Linked DNA regions of Oryctolagus cuniculus: region 2 is linked to region 1. A link is a contact called in public Micro-C data. All regions are on one chromosome and are shown on one strand. The core of a region is the stretch at or near the end of the contact, and the rest is flanking DNA. Distances in the headings are between cores, read along the strand shown. Region 1 overlaps COL23A1 (collagen type XXIII alpha 1 chain). Region 2 holds the start of COL23A1 (collagen type XXIII alpha 1 chain).

Evidence for each region. Hi-C and Micro-C count contacts between places; a contact is called where the count stands out from the background.
Region 2: a Micro-C map of ear pinna shows a contact between it and region 1, with 9 times the contacts expected there. The contact joins the promoter of COL23A1 here to the enhancer-like site in region 1. A contact is called at or near these places in 2 of 6 Hi-C or Micro-C datasets (ear pinna and an unstated tissue).

What each region holds. Positions count from the first base shown.
Region 1 is chr6:63,848,581-63,855,936 of mOryCun1.1, reverse strand. The region is part of intron 5 of COL23A1 (collagen type XXIII alpha 1 chain); the gene reads left to right. Among named protein-coding and RNA genes, the nearest start is that of PHYKPL, 40 kb to the right of the region's middle. Within about 2 kb of position 4,611, at least 1 of the 8 cell types and tissues checked has an H3K27ac peak or open chromatin away from gene starts, as enhancers often do.
Region 2 is chr6:64,123,896-64,131,251 of mOryCun1.1, reverse strand. It overlaps COL23A1 (collagen type XXIII alpha 1 chain), which reads left to right and starts at 3,173. Exons shown (of 28, transcript XM_008255487.4): 1 at 3,173-3,816. The coding sequence starts at 3,517.

The DNA of each region.
Region 1 (7,356 bases), core at 3,362-5,861:
GTGCTGAGGGTCCCCCTCACAGCATCCAACCCGGGATCAAGTGAGACTATAGAGGTGACAGCGCTACACGCAGCACAAACTGTGTCACAAACTCAGCCCTTCAGGACTTGGTGGAAAGTAGGGAGCATTTACCTTGTGCCCAGACAGGCAGTATGGCTCCCCTGCAGCAGGCAGCCTGGCCTCTAACTGGGCTCTGCAGGACGTAAGAATGGAAGGCTCGAAATGGCTATGACCCACCTTCACCCCACGGAGCACAAGGGCCAGGGCCCTCTTCCTGGTCAGCAAGGAGATGCACTGAGCAGCTGGAGGCTCTTGCTGGACCCTCAAGCAATGCCTTAAGCAGTTCAGGACGACTGAAACGAGTGGTTCTAACAGAGCCACTGCTGGGTGACCCACATCGCTTTTACCCACCTGGTGTGTCTATCTACTTTGCAGATGCCCCTCGACTTACGCTGGGTTAAGGCTCCAAAAATCAGTCATAAGTGGGAGGAGTCATAGGTGGAAAATGTACTGAAGGCCCCTGACCCGCCACCTGCCCTGGCCCAGCAGCCCCGCGCCCTGGAGAGCCTGGGTCAGTCCCCTTGTGACCATGGGGCTGACTGGGAGCGCGCTTGCTGCCACCGCCCAGCATCACAGGGTGGGGGTGGGGGGGATGGGACCACCAGCGCTAGCCCAAGACAAGTCAGCGTCCACACCCCAGGCATGCGGTGCACGGAGTGCGTGTTGCTTCCACGCCATCGGGAGTGGGAAATCCCAAGTGACGCCCTCCTAGGTCCAGAGTGGAGTGGGTGGTGCAGGGGAGCTACTCCTCACTTCCCCACGGCTTCTCCCCCTGAGCTCTCAGGGACCCAGGCACCCCCTTTCCCCACTGTAAGCATCAGAGAGGCCACCGGCTGATGATGGGGGTCATTTCTCCTGGGTTCTCCCGACCAGCTGCCAGGGGTCTGCCTTCCACAGAGGTCTCTTCTCCCTGGGCCACCCTCCTGCCTTCCTCCAGGACCCAGTGGGGTATGGGATGGCCACCAGCACCATCGGCCTCAGGCAAGAGCTGTGGAGCCCAGAACCCGGGTCGGAACCCAGCCTCTGCCTCCCATGAGAGAGCAGGGAAAACCTTGGGCAGTCCCTGTAGTGGCCCTGAGCTCTACCCCCTGCCCTGAAGAGAAGAAAACGAAGGTGGGGTTCAGAGCCCACACACTGCCTACGCGGGACGTGGTGCTCACGGCCAACTGAGGGCGTGGCCACTGGGCGCCCACAGGACTGTCGGGATCCACACAAGTTGTAGTGCATGCGAGAGGGGCTCCAGCCTGGCTCTGTAATGCCGGGGTGGGGAATGGAGGGATGTGTGTGGCCCCCAGGGTGAAACTGGGGTTCCTGGGGAGGAAGCAGGGCAGAGCCCAGTGGGGGCCCCCCACTTCCTGTCTGCAGGCAGCTCTGCAGCTCGCTCCTCATAGCGCTGAGACGCCCTGAGCAGACAAGCAGGCCAGGGATGAGGGGACCCGGGAAGCTGTCACCACAGCCCATGTGTGCCCTTTCCCTGAGGGTGCCTGGCCCAGCCTGCACCAGACCCAAGTTTCTGCACAGAGGTGGGCACCTGCAGGGCCCAGGGCATGGGTGTTGCCTCCAAGCATCAGCGCTCTGGCACTGCTGCCTGAGCTGACCCTTCCATGAGACCCACAGCTGAGAGGGGACTGTGAGGGGTGGACACCCTGCTGGGCTCCCCTGGAGGAGGGAGAGCAGTTCCGCAGCGGGAGCAGAGGGGACAGACTTCTGCAGGCTCCTGGGGCCCATGAGTTTTGAGCTGAAATTCCCATGCCTTGGCCTGTGGAGGGCCCCCAACCAGGGCTGACTGCAGATGGCTCTGTGTGGTGAGATCTTTCCTAGGAATCGGTGTAGGCTTATTTCTGTGATTATCTCCTCAGCATTAATGTCTGTAGTTGAGTCACTGCACCAAAGGGTTTGCACATGTTTGAGGCTTTGATGTGTATTGCCAAATAGCCCTGCAGGAGGCTGTCCTAATTCCCATTCCCACCAACAGCAGATGAATACGGGCTGTTTCCCCAAGCCCTGGACACACTTTTAAATGTATGTCAGTATGGTAAGTTTAAAAATATATGCATGTATGTACAGATCTTATTTTAATGTAGGGTTCACCTTCAATAGTGCATTTGAGATTTGTGTGGTCCTTGGTGCTGTCTGGTGGTCAATATTGGAATTGCAGGCATAGAGCTTAAAAAGGTGACCGCAGCATTGGAGAGCCTTCACATACAGGTTGGTCCAGGGACCACAAGGCTCAAGGAATCAGCAGTGCAGGGGGAATTCTGAGCTCAGAACGTTGCAAGCCAAGTGCACCCATGCCAGCCCAGCTCCCAGTTCTGAACTCTTGGCCATTGCAGGCATTTGGGGAGTACATCAGCTCTTTCTCTGCCACTCAAATGAATGAATTAATTAATCTTTTTTTTTTCTTTTTTTGACAGGCAGAGTGGACAGTGAGAGAGAGAGAGACAGAGAGAAAGGTCTTCCTTTTGCCGTTGGTTCACCCTCCAATGGCCACGCGGCTGGCGCTTCGCGCTGATCCGAAGCCAGGAGTCAAGTGCTTCTCCTGGTCTCCCATGGGGTGCAGGGCCCAAGGACTTGGGCCATCCTCCACTGCACTCCCGGGCCATAGCAGAGGGCTGGCCTGGAAGAGGGGCAACCGGGACAGGATCTGGCGCCCCGACCGGGACTAGAACCCAGTGTGCCGGCGCCACAAGGTGGAGGATTAGCCTAGTGAGCCGTGGCGCTGGCCCAATTAATCATCTTAAGTGGATGAATTGAGAGTTAAATGATGAAAAAAAGCAATGATCTTGAGGGAGAAATTTTCCCAGCAGAGGAAAAAGCAGGTGCCCAGGTCATGAATTTGGAGTGAGCTTTGTGTCTCCAGCAGCACTGAAGGCCACAGTGGAAGGAATGAGTGAGCGAGGGACAGGGAGATGGTAGAAGGCAAATGCCAAGGGGTGTCTGGGCCGCATCAGGTAAAACCTTGAAGGCCATGGTTTTGAAGGTCCGCTGGGGGGAGATGATGGCTGAACTTGGCCCTGGTTCTAGAAGCCACCCTCCCCAGAGACAGCTGCCAGGGGCACTGAGTCCTTTAGGGAACCCATGAGACAGGACTGTCACCTCTCAGCCCCTCAGCCCTCCAACTGTGCCAGGGAAGCGGGGGCAAGTACTGAGTGCTTACTGGATACACACTTATTCATGGGAGGCCAAGGCAGAAAGCTCCAAAACTCAAACCTCCTGAGCACAAATCCGAGGCCACAGCAGACAATTCCACATCTGACCTCACGGGATGGATCGCAGCGCAAACACAGATGCACCAGCACATAAGCTGTTCCTCAGGCCTATGAGACAAATGAATGTGGGGTTGAGTCTGGTCCTGCCCCAAAATATCTTGTGTTGCAGGCAGACTTTCCACAATGCGAAACCTGAAACCCATGTGGCCCCAGGCATTTCAGGAAGGGGCCTCCCAGGCTGCAGGGCAAAGACGAGGAAGGGAGCCTGGTGGGAGGGGGTTTCTGTAGTGCCTTCCCTAGTGAGACCATAATCCAGAATTGCAAGGTGGCAGCTGCTGAGGGTTGCACTAGCGCCACCTCCTGGGCCCCAAGCATAGTGCAGGGGACCCATCTGCCCAAATACCCCCCACCCCCACCAGAGGGATGGGGCACACACTTGCTCCGGGATTTACAGGCTCCCGGCCGCAGCGTGGTCCCTGAGGCAGGGCCCCAGCCTGGGACCAATTTTGACATGAATGACTCAGTCCGGCTGTTTGGAATTAATCAAGGGAGCGAAAGGGGCTCCGAGCACCACACATACATGTGCTTTCTTGCACTCTCGTAGTTCAAAAACAGCTTTGATTGTAAAAGTGTAATTAGTTAAATGATTCATCTGTAATGTCCTAAACCCATCTGTTTTTTTAGATTCCAACATCCTCCATCTCATTTTCATCTGACCCCTGCGGGACTGCCCCCCAGCCCCCTGGATTCCGGGCTGAGCAGGGGACGGGATGAAAGCAGATGTCCCAAGTCCCCAGTCATGGCCCCCAGATTGGAACCGCAAGGAGACACAGCCTGGCCCGCTGGAGAGGGCCACCATGCTGGCCTCTCCCACAGCCCCCAGGCCCACATTGGGCAGCTGCCCCTTGTCTTGGCCGGGTACTGCATGCCCAGTTTCCCCATGAGTGTCCCTTGTGGGGCACCCCAGCTTGGGGAGGCTCAGCTGCTGCTCCTGTCTTTGGGCCCCAGATGACTCATATAGACCTGGCATTGGCCCCGGTGCCTCCTGTGCACCTCGTCCTGGGCTGTCACTTAGCAAGGGCAGCAGCCGTCAGGGACCCAGCAAAGGAGGCCAAGCCTGCTCTTTGCTGGTTTGCCTGGGCTGCAGGCTGGCACCGAGCCCCACGTGCCCAGGGCAGCAAAGCAGCCTCACTCCATTGTCACAGAGCTGAGCAAGGCTGTTGCACCAAGCCCAGGGCTTCAAAGGAAACAGGCTTGGGAGAAAGCCTCTATGAGGGTAGGAGCCTCTCCACCCAGCTTCCCCGGTCCGGCACTAGGAGAGGCAGCACTGTCACCTCCAGTGCAACCCTGATCCCTCTAAGCCTGGACCTCTTCAACCTCTGGGAAGCCCCAGGGCAGATTTCAACGGGCTGGGTGCAGTGAGCGACAGCCCGTGCTGTCGCCATGGTCGATGACGTCAGCAGGGGAGCCCCTTCTTAGCCTGCAGCCTCAACGCCCTGCCCGGGATCCCGGTGGAGCTCCCCCGGCTGCGGCCCCGGCACAGGAGTCAGCCCGGGCCGGCCTCCCGCAGGTCCAGGGCGCCCTCTAGTGCCCGGCCCCGGAGCGCGTCCTGCGTTCCAACTGCGCCCAGGGCGCATTTGGGCCTCCTGGCGGCAGTGATGAGAGGTCCGTCCAGGGGTCCCCATCTCACGGAGCCCGTGATTGAGAAAGGGAGAGAATCAAAAGAGCGTGAGTCCCGGCCTCGCTGGGCGCTGTGGTCAGGGCGCCTGTGCCTGGCCTGGGGAGGGAGGAGGCAGGTGTGGACCGAGGTCAGGAGGTCAAGTAGGTGCCGACAGTGGGAGCCGCAGGAGGAGCAGCCAGGTGGTGGGGGCGGCTACTTGTCCTCCTGACCCAGCCCGCGCCCCCTTCCTCGGGGCAGCGCTGCCACGTGTTCTCCCTAGATGTGGAAGCTAAAAACAAAAACAAAAAACAAGCCGCCGCCGCGGCTCACTAGGCTAATCCTCCGCCTTGCGGCGCCGGCACGCCGGGTTCTAGTCTCGGTCGGGGCGCCGGATTCTGTCCCAGCTGCCCCTCTTCCAGGCCAGCTCTCTGCTCTGGCCAGGGAGTGCAGTGAAGGATGGCCCGAGTGCTTGGGCCCTGCACCCCATGGGAGACCAGGAGAAGTACCTGGCTCCTGCCATCGGATCAGCGCGGTGCGCCGGCCACAGCGTGCCAGCAGCGGCGGCCATTGGAGGGTGAACCAACGGCAAAGGAAGACCTTTCTCTCTGTCTCTCTCTCTCTCACTGTCCACTCTGCCTGTCAAACACACACACACACACACACACACAGGCAGGTCACATCCTTGAATCAGGCTGAAGCGAGCAGCACAGGGGCCCCAGCAGGAGACTTGGGCTCAGGGCCCTGGCTGGGGGTCCAAGCTTCAGCTCCCTCTGTTTTTAGAACAATGACAATGGCGCCTGCCTGCCACGGTCAGGGTCGCTGGTGGCCAGCTAAGAGGACAAGGGTGCATCACACGTGGACACCCTACCTGCGGCACACACTGCACGCCAGGCTGCTCTGTCTCCTCCGTCGTGCAGAAAGGGGCGGGGCGGGGAAGGGAGCGGTGGAGGCTGGTCCTGGCGGGAAGGAGAACAGGAGAGCCGGCTCACAGCCAGAATTCTAGGCTCCCCAGCGCTTGGGTGCCTTACCAGGGCTGGCCAGAGGGGGAGACTCCGCCGCTGGGGCTGGGGGCAAACCCGGAGCAGGGGATGGGAGGGGGTGGCTGGAGTCCAGCCCAGGCAGAGGGACCATTGTTGCATTATTGTTCGGCTTAGGAAGATTTTATTGACTTGTCTATGTGACAAACAGTTATAGAAGGAAGCTATTCTCAGAGCTACAACGTGACACCTTTGTTTTCAACTTTATATGTTATTAAATAGCTCTACCTAATAAACAGTTCCACAAAGGAAAAGACCATAAAACAGTGGCGCAGTAGGCTAAACCTCCACCTGCAGTGCCGGCATCCCATATGGGTGCTGGTTCAAGTCCCGGCTGCTCCACTTCCGATCCAGCTCTCTGCTATGGCCTGGGAAAGCAGTGGAAGATGGCTCAAGCACTTGGGGCCCTGCACCCACGTGGGAGACCTGGAAGAAGCTCCTGGCTCTTGGCTTCAGATCAGCTCAGCTCTGGCTGTTGAGGCCATTTGGGGAGTGAACCAGCGGTTAGAAGACCTTTCTCTCTGTCTCTCCCTCCCTCTGTTTATAACTCTACCTCTCAAATAAAGAAATAAAATTTTCACCAAAAAAAAGATACTCAAACTCACATAAAATAAATTGTAAAATAGCCATAAAATCCTCAATCCTATAGTAGCAGATACTTCGTATCCATTTGTTTGACAAAGATGTAGAGTGAAGTTTGACAAAACACTGTATTTGCAGCAAAACTGATACAGACCTTTATTTTTTAACTTCCACATATGGGGAGAACATGCAGCATTTGTCTTTCTATGTCTGGCTAACTTCACTCAACATGATGTCCTCCAGTGACAGCCATTTTGCTGCAAATGATAGGATTTCATTCCTTTTTGTCACGGAACGATCCTCCACCATGTGGATGTATATGACATTTTCTTTATCCGATCATCTGACGAGAAACACCTTGGTTGGTGGCAAATTTTGGCTGTTGTGAACAGTGCTATGAATATGGTGATGCAGCTGTTTCTTTGATACGTTGTATTCAAGTCTTTTGGGAATCTACTCAGTAGTGGGATTGCTGGATCATGAGGCAAATCTATTCCTAGTTTTTTAAGGCGTCTCCACACTGTTTTCCACAATAGCTGTACTGATTTACATCCCCACCAACGGTATATAAGAATTCTGGCTGATGCCACGGCTCACTAGGCTAATCTTCTGCCTGCAGCGCCGGCACACCGGGTTCTAGCCCCGGTTGGGGCGCTGGATTCTGTCCCGGTTGCCCCTCTTCCAGGCCAGCTCTCTGCTGTGGCCCAGGAAGGCAGTGGAGGATGGCCCAAGTGCTTGGGCCCTGCACCCGCATGGGAGACCAGGAGGAAGCACCTGGCTCCTGGCTTCGGATCGGCACAGCACGCCG
Region 2 (7,356 bases), core at 1,924-4,423, 280 kb before region 1:
GTATTAGATTATTTGGGTCAGATAGGGTTGCAAACTGTTGTAAAAGGCCATAACAAATAATGTTGATAATGTTGCTTCATCCCTTGGCAAGAGTAACCCGTTTGAGAACTAGGATTTCCAATTTGCTATGCCCAGAGTTAGGAGGACAAACCCCCAAGGAGGTCCTAGAAAGTGATGATTAGTGGGGCCACTCTTACTTCTACCCTCTGGTTCCCGGACCCATGTATTACTGGAAGCAGCCCCTGATTTTAATACATACACGAACTTCTGAAAGAGCTATGCGTATGCACTTCCAGAGGGTTGCCTCTGATGTCAGTCTTGTGTGCCTGCATGAGGCTTTTCTGTCCTGTAAGGCTGGCTGGTTTTTGCCAGTGCAGGATTCCATGGTCATGGGCTCACCCTGCCTCCTTTGCTGTAAAGTGAAATCCTGTACTTATCTTTGTGGAACACATACCACCGTGCTTCCAGGCTGGAGTCCAAATCAGTTGGTTTACTGCTAGGTGGCCAGTTCTGTGGAGTGCCTTGTTGGGACTTAGTGTTTATTGCTGGCAGGTTAGCGGTTCTGGGGCAGAAGTAGCTAGACTGACCTCGGTGAGTGTTATCTACTTGTCAGGTGTTGCTGTACATGCATGCTAGATTAGGTGGATATTCTTTTACCCTCCACCTTCCCCAGATCTGGCCCCCCTTCTGCCTGCTGTCTCTGTCCTTTAAGGGGCCGACCTCTGCACTGTATCACCTGGGCTCCCGTGTCTGCAGGTATGGCTGGTGGGAGGCCCCAAAAGGAGGGGAGAGACTTGAGTATTCCCCCAACTCCCTCCCTTCCAAGCCATGGCTTTGCAGAAGCTGTGTCCCTTAACTAAAGGCTACAAGTTCCATAGGTTGCAAAGGGTCTTCTCACCTCACCTCTTCAATTAAAGATTGGTAATGCGTCCCATGTGGATACCCGCAGAGCACTTTTCCTTTATCTTCCAGAACCCCAGCCTACACAAGAGTGTTTTCTGCCTTTTCACTGAATTGTAGACAGTAAACAAACATTTTCATCTCAATTCACTTAATATGTCTTAAGCACTATATACCAGATACAAGGGTACTTCAAAAAGTTAGTGCAAAGTGGAATTAGAAAATGTTTGTTTTGATTCAAAAGTGAACTGTTTGAAGACCCTCTTGGCCTCATGTGCATGGATTTCAGAATTTTTGGCACCAAAATAAACTTAGCCTTTAATTGCATTTTGCATGAGTTTTGTGAAGTATCATAACCATTCTGTGAGGAAACAGTGGTGAATGAGACCAGTTCAATGATAAATGTACCAACTGTGCCAGATACACTTCTGTTCTTCGAAAAGATTGTAATGAGCAGGACAAGGAGATGTAGTTAAAGGGTAACTTCAAACCGAAAAATGCCATGAACCCCTGATTGACCCTGAGGGGATGAGGTGAGGGGAGGCAGCCTCTTTACAGTGGGCAGGCTGGGAGGGCTTTTTAGAGGCAGTAAGGTTAATGACTTCAGGACCTGACCTAAAGGGTGAGGAGGAACTTGCTGCTCTGAGATACAGGAGGATATTCCAGATAGTGAGGGCGATAGGCAAGGGCAGAGGCCTGAGGGACCAGTGAATTTCAGTATACAGAAGGTTCTGGGACAGTTACATCATGGCAGGTGTATAGTAAGAGTGAGTACTAACTTGGAATATGATGTCAGCCTTTTCAGAGTATACTGCCAAGATTGTGTAGCAAGGCCTTTGCAGATTATTCAGTTATATGCTAGCTTCTAGCACCGGGCAGAACTAACTCCCTAACAGTAACCCCAGTTTACCTACAGCCACAGCTACAAAGCTTCAGAGGTGAGCTCTAATTCCATCTGTTCTGTCAATCTCAGGGTAATTTTTTCCTTTGAATTAAGGGAGTAAGGATAGACACATTAGCTGGAGTCCTTAGCAGTTTTAAAAGTTAAGTAACCTGTCCACAGAAATGAAGTAAACTTTAGCCAGAAGAAGGCATCCAATGAGGGAAAGATACAAAGGTGCAAAGTCTGTGGGAAAAGGGAATCAAGTTTCTTATGGTGTAAAGCAAATTTGAAATATCTACATATTTTCAAGATACTCATTTTCCACTAGCTTTAAAAAATGGAAAGCTGGAGACCACCATCCACTGGTTAACTTCCCAGAATCCCCAAATGACTGGTGGCCAAAGCTGAGAGCTGGGAACTCAGTCCACTAGCATGCCCATTAGTGGAAGCTGGAATTTGAACCCAGGCACTCCCGAGATGGGATGCAAGTGTCCCAGACTGGGTCCTAATTGTCCCAGCACAAACCTCCTCAAGTACCATAGCAGGTAACAGGCGTTTTTCTAAAAAAAAAATTGTGAGCTGCCCAAATTACCAAGATTTAAGCTTGTGGTTTATTTTTACTTGGGTGTTCAGAAGTTGATGGAAGAGTGACTTGGAGCCTATTTTAGCATATAAATATGTGTGCTAGGAATCTGCCACCCAACAGGAACCTACTTGACTTCTGGCCTTTCCCTTCCTGCCAAGACTCTCAAAGCCACTCCAGCAGATGAGCCGCCCTCTCTTTGGACCCTGGCTGCACACCAAAACTTTCCTGCATTAACCTGTGATGTAAATTTGAAGTGTCGTCGCATTATAACAAATACATCATTTTTAGCAATTTGTTTCCACTATTCATCAACAAAAGTTGTAATTTCACACCTTTGTCATTTGTTAGAATCTCTGTGTTCTCAACTAAAAGCCCTCTCTGGGTCAGGAACAGACTTATTTCTGTTCCACGCACCCCTGTCGGGCACTTAGAGAATCAGGATTCTAAGAGGCAGCTTTCTGCTTGGCTCAATGAGTGTCGTCTCCGACTGTGTCTCTTAATCTGAGTGTGCAAGGTCGCTTTTTGACCACGAAGCGGCGCTAAGCCACCAGCGAGGGCAGACCCACCAAGTTTTCCACAGGACTTGAAGTTCTGAACTTCTAAGAAGCACCAGGTTAATTCACGAGTTTTGGAGGATGCTCCCTAGGCATGATCGGTATTCCAGCCCAGGATGGGCGGCAGATGACGTGCAGAGTCCCCCGACGCACCTCAGGCCTCTGGGGGCTGCGGATCCGCCCAGGCGAGCGTTGGGGGAGTGGGTGAAGTCCGGCGCCCGGGGCCTCACGGACAGAGGTTTGCGCTGCGTGCGGGTCGGTCCCGCGCGCACGGGTGGCCCTAAGGAGCCAGCTCCCTGTTCGCCCCCGCCCCTCGGTGCGCGGGACCGACCAGGCCGCTCCTCCCCTGGGTGGGTCCCGGCTCCTTTTCTGGCAGAGTCTATTTGCATAGAAACTGCCCAAAGTGGCCGCTGTGGAGGAGCGGGCGGCAGCAGCGAAGGGGGCGTGCGCTGCGATCCGCTGCTGCCCGGAGGCCAGGTCTCCAGCCCCGCAGACCTCGTGCCTCGCGCGCTCTCGCCGGCTCTCTGCACCCTCAGCGTGCGGCCTGGGTGCTGCACCGCGCCCCGCCAGAGCCCACGCGCAACCAGCGCGCCATGAGCCGAGGCGAGCGCGCCGGGGGCGGCGGCGACGTGCGGAAGGGCAGCCCTACGGACGGCGGTGGCGGCGGTGGGGGAAGACCCGCGAAGACAGCCGGGACCCGGGCGGCGAGCGCGCTGTGCCTGCTGCTCTCCGTGGGTTCAGCGGCTGCCTGCCTGCTGCTGGGCGCCCAGGCGGCCGCGCTCCAGGGCCGAGTGGCGGCGCTCGAGGAGGAGCGGGAGCTCCTGCGGCGCGCGGGGCCGCCTGGCGCCCTGGCCGCCTGGGCCGAGCCGCACCTGGAGCGCCTGCTGCGCGAGGTGAGGCACCGGGCAGGGCGGGGGCCGTCCCGCCGCCAGCGATGTCTCGAGCTGGGGGAGTGTCGGCCATCCTGAGGAGGGGTCGCTGGATGCCTCAGCGGGGACCGGAGACCAGGGGGTGTTGGCCCCCAGGGCACTGTGCGGTCCCCACTCCTGCCTCAGAGTCCCGTGCCAGGACGCGCGGCGGGCGGGAAGAGGGAGCTCGAAGAGCTCTTGAAGGGGTGAACATACGGAGGAAAAGGAAACGCGACGCACTTGGGCGCAGGAGACGTGGGGCTGAATCTCTCGGGTGTGTGCGCGCCCGCTCTTCGCTGCCGGAGCTCATGCGAGCGGCGGCCGGTGCCTCCGCCGGTAGCAGCTACTGTTCCCAAAGCGGATGTATCCGTAGCGGCTGGCGGTCGCGGCACAGGAAAACCTCGGCCAGGCCGAGAGCCGGGGCCCTGCAGGGCCCCCAGCTCAGCCCAGACCGCCCTGTACAGCCTAGGCGCCTGGGGAAGCTCCTTTGGAAGCAGCTTCATCCTGAGGATGCTGTGTCCCCAGGCTGCGGTAGCTGAGCGCAGAGCGCGCGACCCGGCCTGAGGGGAACCCTGGGCAGCTGCGGAGGAGGACTGGAGGAGTTGAGCTGGTACCAGAAGCCCTGGGTTCCGTTCTTTGGCGGGCATGCCCCGTCCTGGACGAAGAGGTGGGCATGTGACACACTTGGTGATAGCCTCCAGGGAGGCTCTGTGAGCGGCTACAGTTTGCGCTGCTGAGTGTCTTCCAAGCAGGCGCCTCAAAGCCCTCACCCAGCACTGCCCAGACTCGGACCTTTGAGCAGCAGTTGCGCTTCCTGGAGGAAGCCCCGGACAGGCCCGGGGCTGGAGGGGAGGGAGGGGTAGGTGTGGAAGGAGGCCATGTTTCCCTGTGGAGGGCAGGCCTGTCACCATCTATTCCCCACCCTGTACCCAGCTGTGGTCTCTGTTGGGCTGTGAGTGCGGCCTCGTGGTGGCGTTCATTTGCGCTACACCTACCTCTTCTTAAACCAGTATTGTATCTTTCCTAGCTTGGTTCTGGGCAAAACTGTGGCTTCATCAGGTGGTTTCTTATTTTCTACCTTGAGGTTTCAGTAATCTCGCCTGAGCCCCGCTGGCAACTCCTGGTGGTGGTTTGGTAATTGCTGCCGGTTATCTTTTGGCAAATCCCTGGAGACCAGGGTGTTGAATGGATTTATGGAGGGCCAGCAGTACCTGTCAGTGCTATAGCAGTAGCTGTTCTTGCTAATGGGAGGCCCCTCCCACGTAGTAAAAATAAAACCAGAAATCCTGGCAAAACGTTTACACAAGGAGCTGACAGATTGTACCCACACTACCAGAGTTGGGGTCTTGAGAACTCAGCCTTTGTGGAGATGTGATGGTTTTCAAGTTCTGAGCTTCAGCAAGGAGAGACTTCGCGGTCACTTCAAGGAGCTTGCTCCTGCAGCACTGAATTTGACCTGGGAGAACTGTAGTGCATGAGTGAGCTTGTGAACAGATTTTCTCTCTCTCTCTCTCTCTCTCTCCCTCCCTCCCTCTCTCTCTCCCTCTTTCTCTCTCTCCTTCCCTCTTTCTCCAAACCCCCATCTCTGCTCTTGATTAGAAAGACAAAGGGATAATTTGGATCCCTGGAATTCCCATTTGAGAATTTGCTGTCCCATGCAACCCACTGAGCCAGTAGCTATGCAGAGTTTGGGGTGTGTGGCACCTGTTGTGCCTGGAGTGGAAGCTGGCAAGTTTGCCCGGCCACTGGAGAGTCACAGGTGCCACAGCATAAATACATTGGGATTGAGCTTCTGGCTGTTGGGGTGTCCCCTGTGAGAGGGCATCTGTCTCCAGGCCACTGGCTGCTCTGTCAATGTCACTGGATGGGAAATGTGCACAGCTTAGTGACAGTGAGTTCCCTGGCTAGGATGAGGTAGGCTGTGTGGGAGGCCCAGGCTGGGGAGCCAGCAGCTGACTTTCAGTAGATACGTAGGTACTTTTTTAAGCCTTTAGATATGAAAGACAGATACATATTGACCCAAACAAGTCTCTTGAGGGAAGAACATTTGTATTTGAACATGTACGCTCCAGCTCTGGTGTGCTCTCAGCGACACCTCTCTGAAGCCAGTGCTGAAGGAGTTGTGTGTATGTGACGGTTCTCGATGCTCATCCTCTTACCAACAGATCTGCTTAGAGCATCAATGGCAGCAATCACGTCCAAATTGAAGAAAAGGAATCCCTGACAAGCGCACACAACTTCAATAAAAAAAAAAAAAATCAACCAACAAAAGCCACTGTTAAAATGGGACCCATTCTGTGTTCCCTTGGGAACAGAAATGTGAAATAGCTTTTTCAGGGACTGGCTGATTTCCTTGATAAAATAGGCATAGAAGCTACAAAAAAAGGAATATTCATGCTAACTCGTGACTATTAAAGATGCTTCCCATGACCGAAAAGGAGAAAAATAGTTTTCGGCATATAAAAACAAGATTTCTGAGCAGGAGCCATTAACCAACGATAGTATCTTCCATAAGATCTGAAAATATTCATGCAAAGCAAACATCTACTATTTTGCTTTTAAAGTGCTTTAAAAAGGTTGCCTAAGTAACCCAGCCCCTCTATAGTCGCACCTACAGTTACAAGTGTTACAGAAGCTTCAATTCTAGAGCACACAGCTTTCTCACTTCTGTAGAAAAATTTAATGCAAGAATTAAGGAAATATTTAGTTGTATTCAGAGGAGACCATTTCCAGCTTACAGTGGATTTATTGTTGGCTGTAGGCCTTCCACTGTCCAGACCAATCAATTCGAAAACAAGAAGAGTACAGAGACTCAGGGAAAATTCAAGTGTTTTCCTCTCCTACTGTTGAGCCTGTTCCATTGGCCAAGTTAAACCTACTGTAGCTCTTTTGGCCTCTGTCGGCTTGTGCTGCTCCAGAGTGTCTGTTTAGATACAAATGCCTTATTTTTAATCCTGTGGTACAACAGGAGATGGAGTATAAATCATAGATATATTTGTTTCTTTGACATTTCCTGGCTCATAAACAAACAAAGTTTCTTTCCGATTACTTCCTGGCGTGCTCACTTTCTGTCTCCGCTCTTCTCTGTAAAACTTGTTTTACTGCTGTAGTTTGGGAGAGCTGTATAATATCACGGCATGTTTAGAACAAGCCACCTGTTTGGGGCACTCCTGCCACAGACGTGTTTTGGGATTGTTGAATTGGACTTTTCTACCTCGGCTTCTGGTGCTGGGGGATCCAGGAGGCAGAGCAGGGCAGGCCAGGTGTGTGGGTTTCCTCACCAGCAGAGGAGCGTTGGAAACCCCTCCTCTGCACCCCACACCCTTTAACCCCGGCTTCTGATGGCAAGGACCAGAATGCCTGAGTGTGATTGCATAAACATGTTACCAAATTGTCTTACATAACGAGAGAAGCCTGGAAGCCAGGCCTCCACCTTCAGGGACTTGGTGATGACTGGGTGCCAGCCATGCCTGCCGTTCTCTTCTCCTTTCCTCGTGGTTCTACGATGACTGCTGCCGCTCCAGG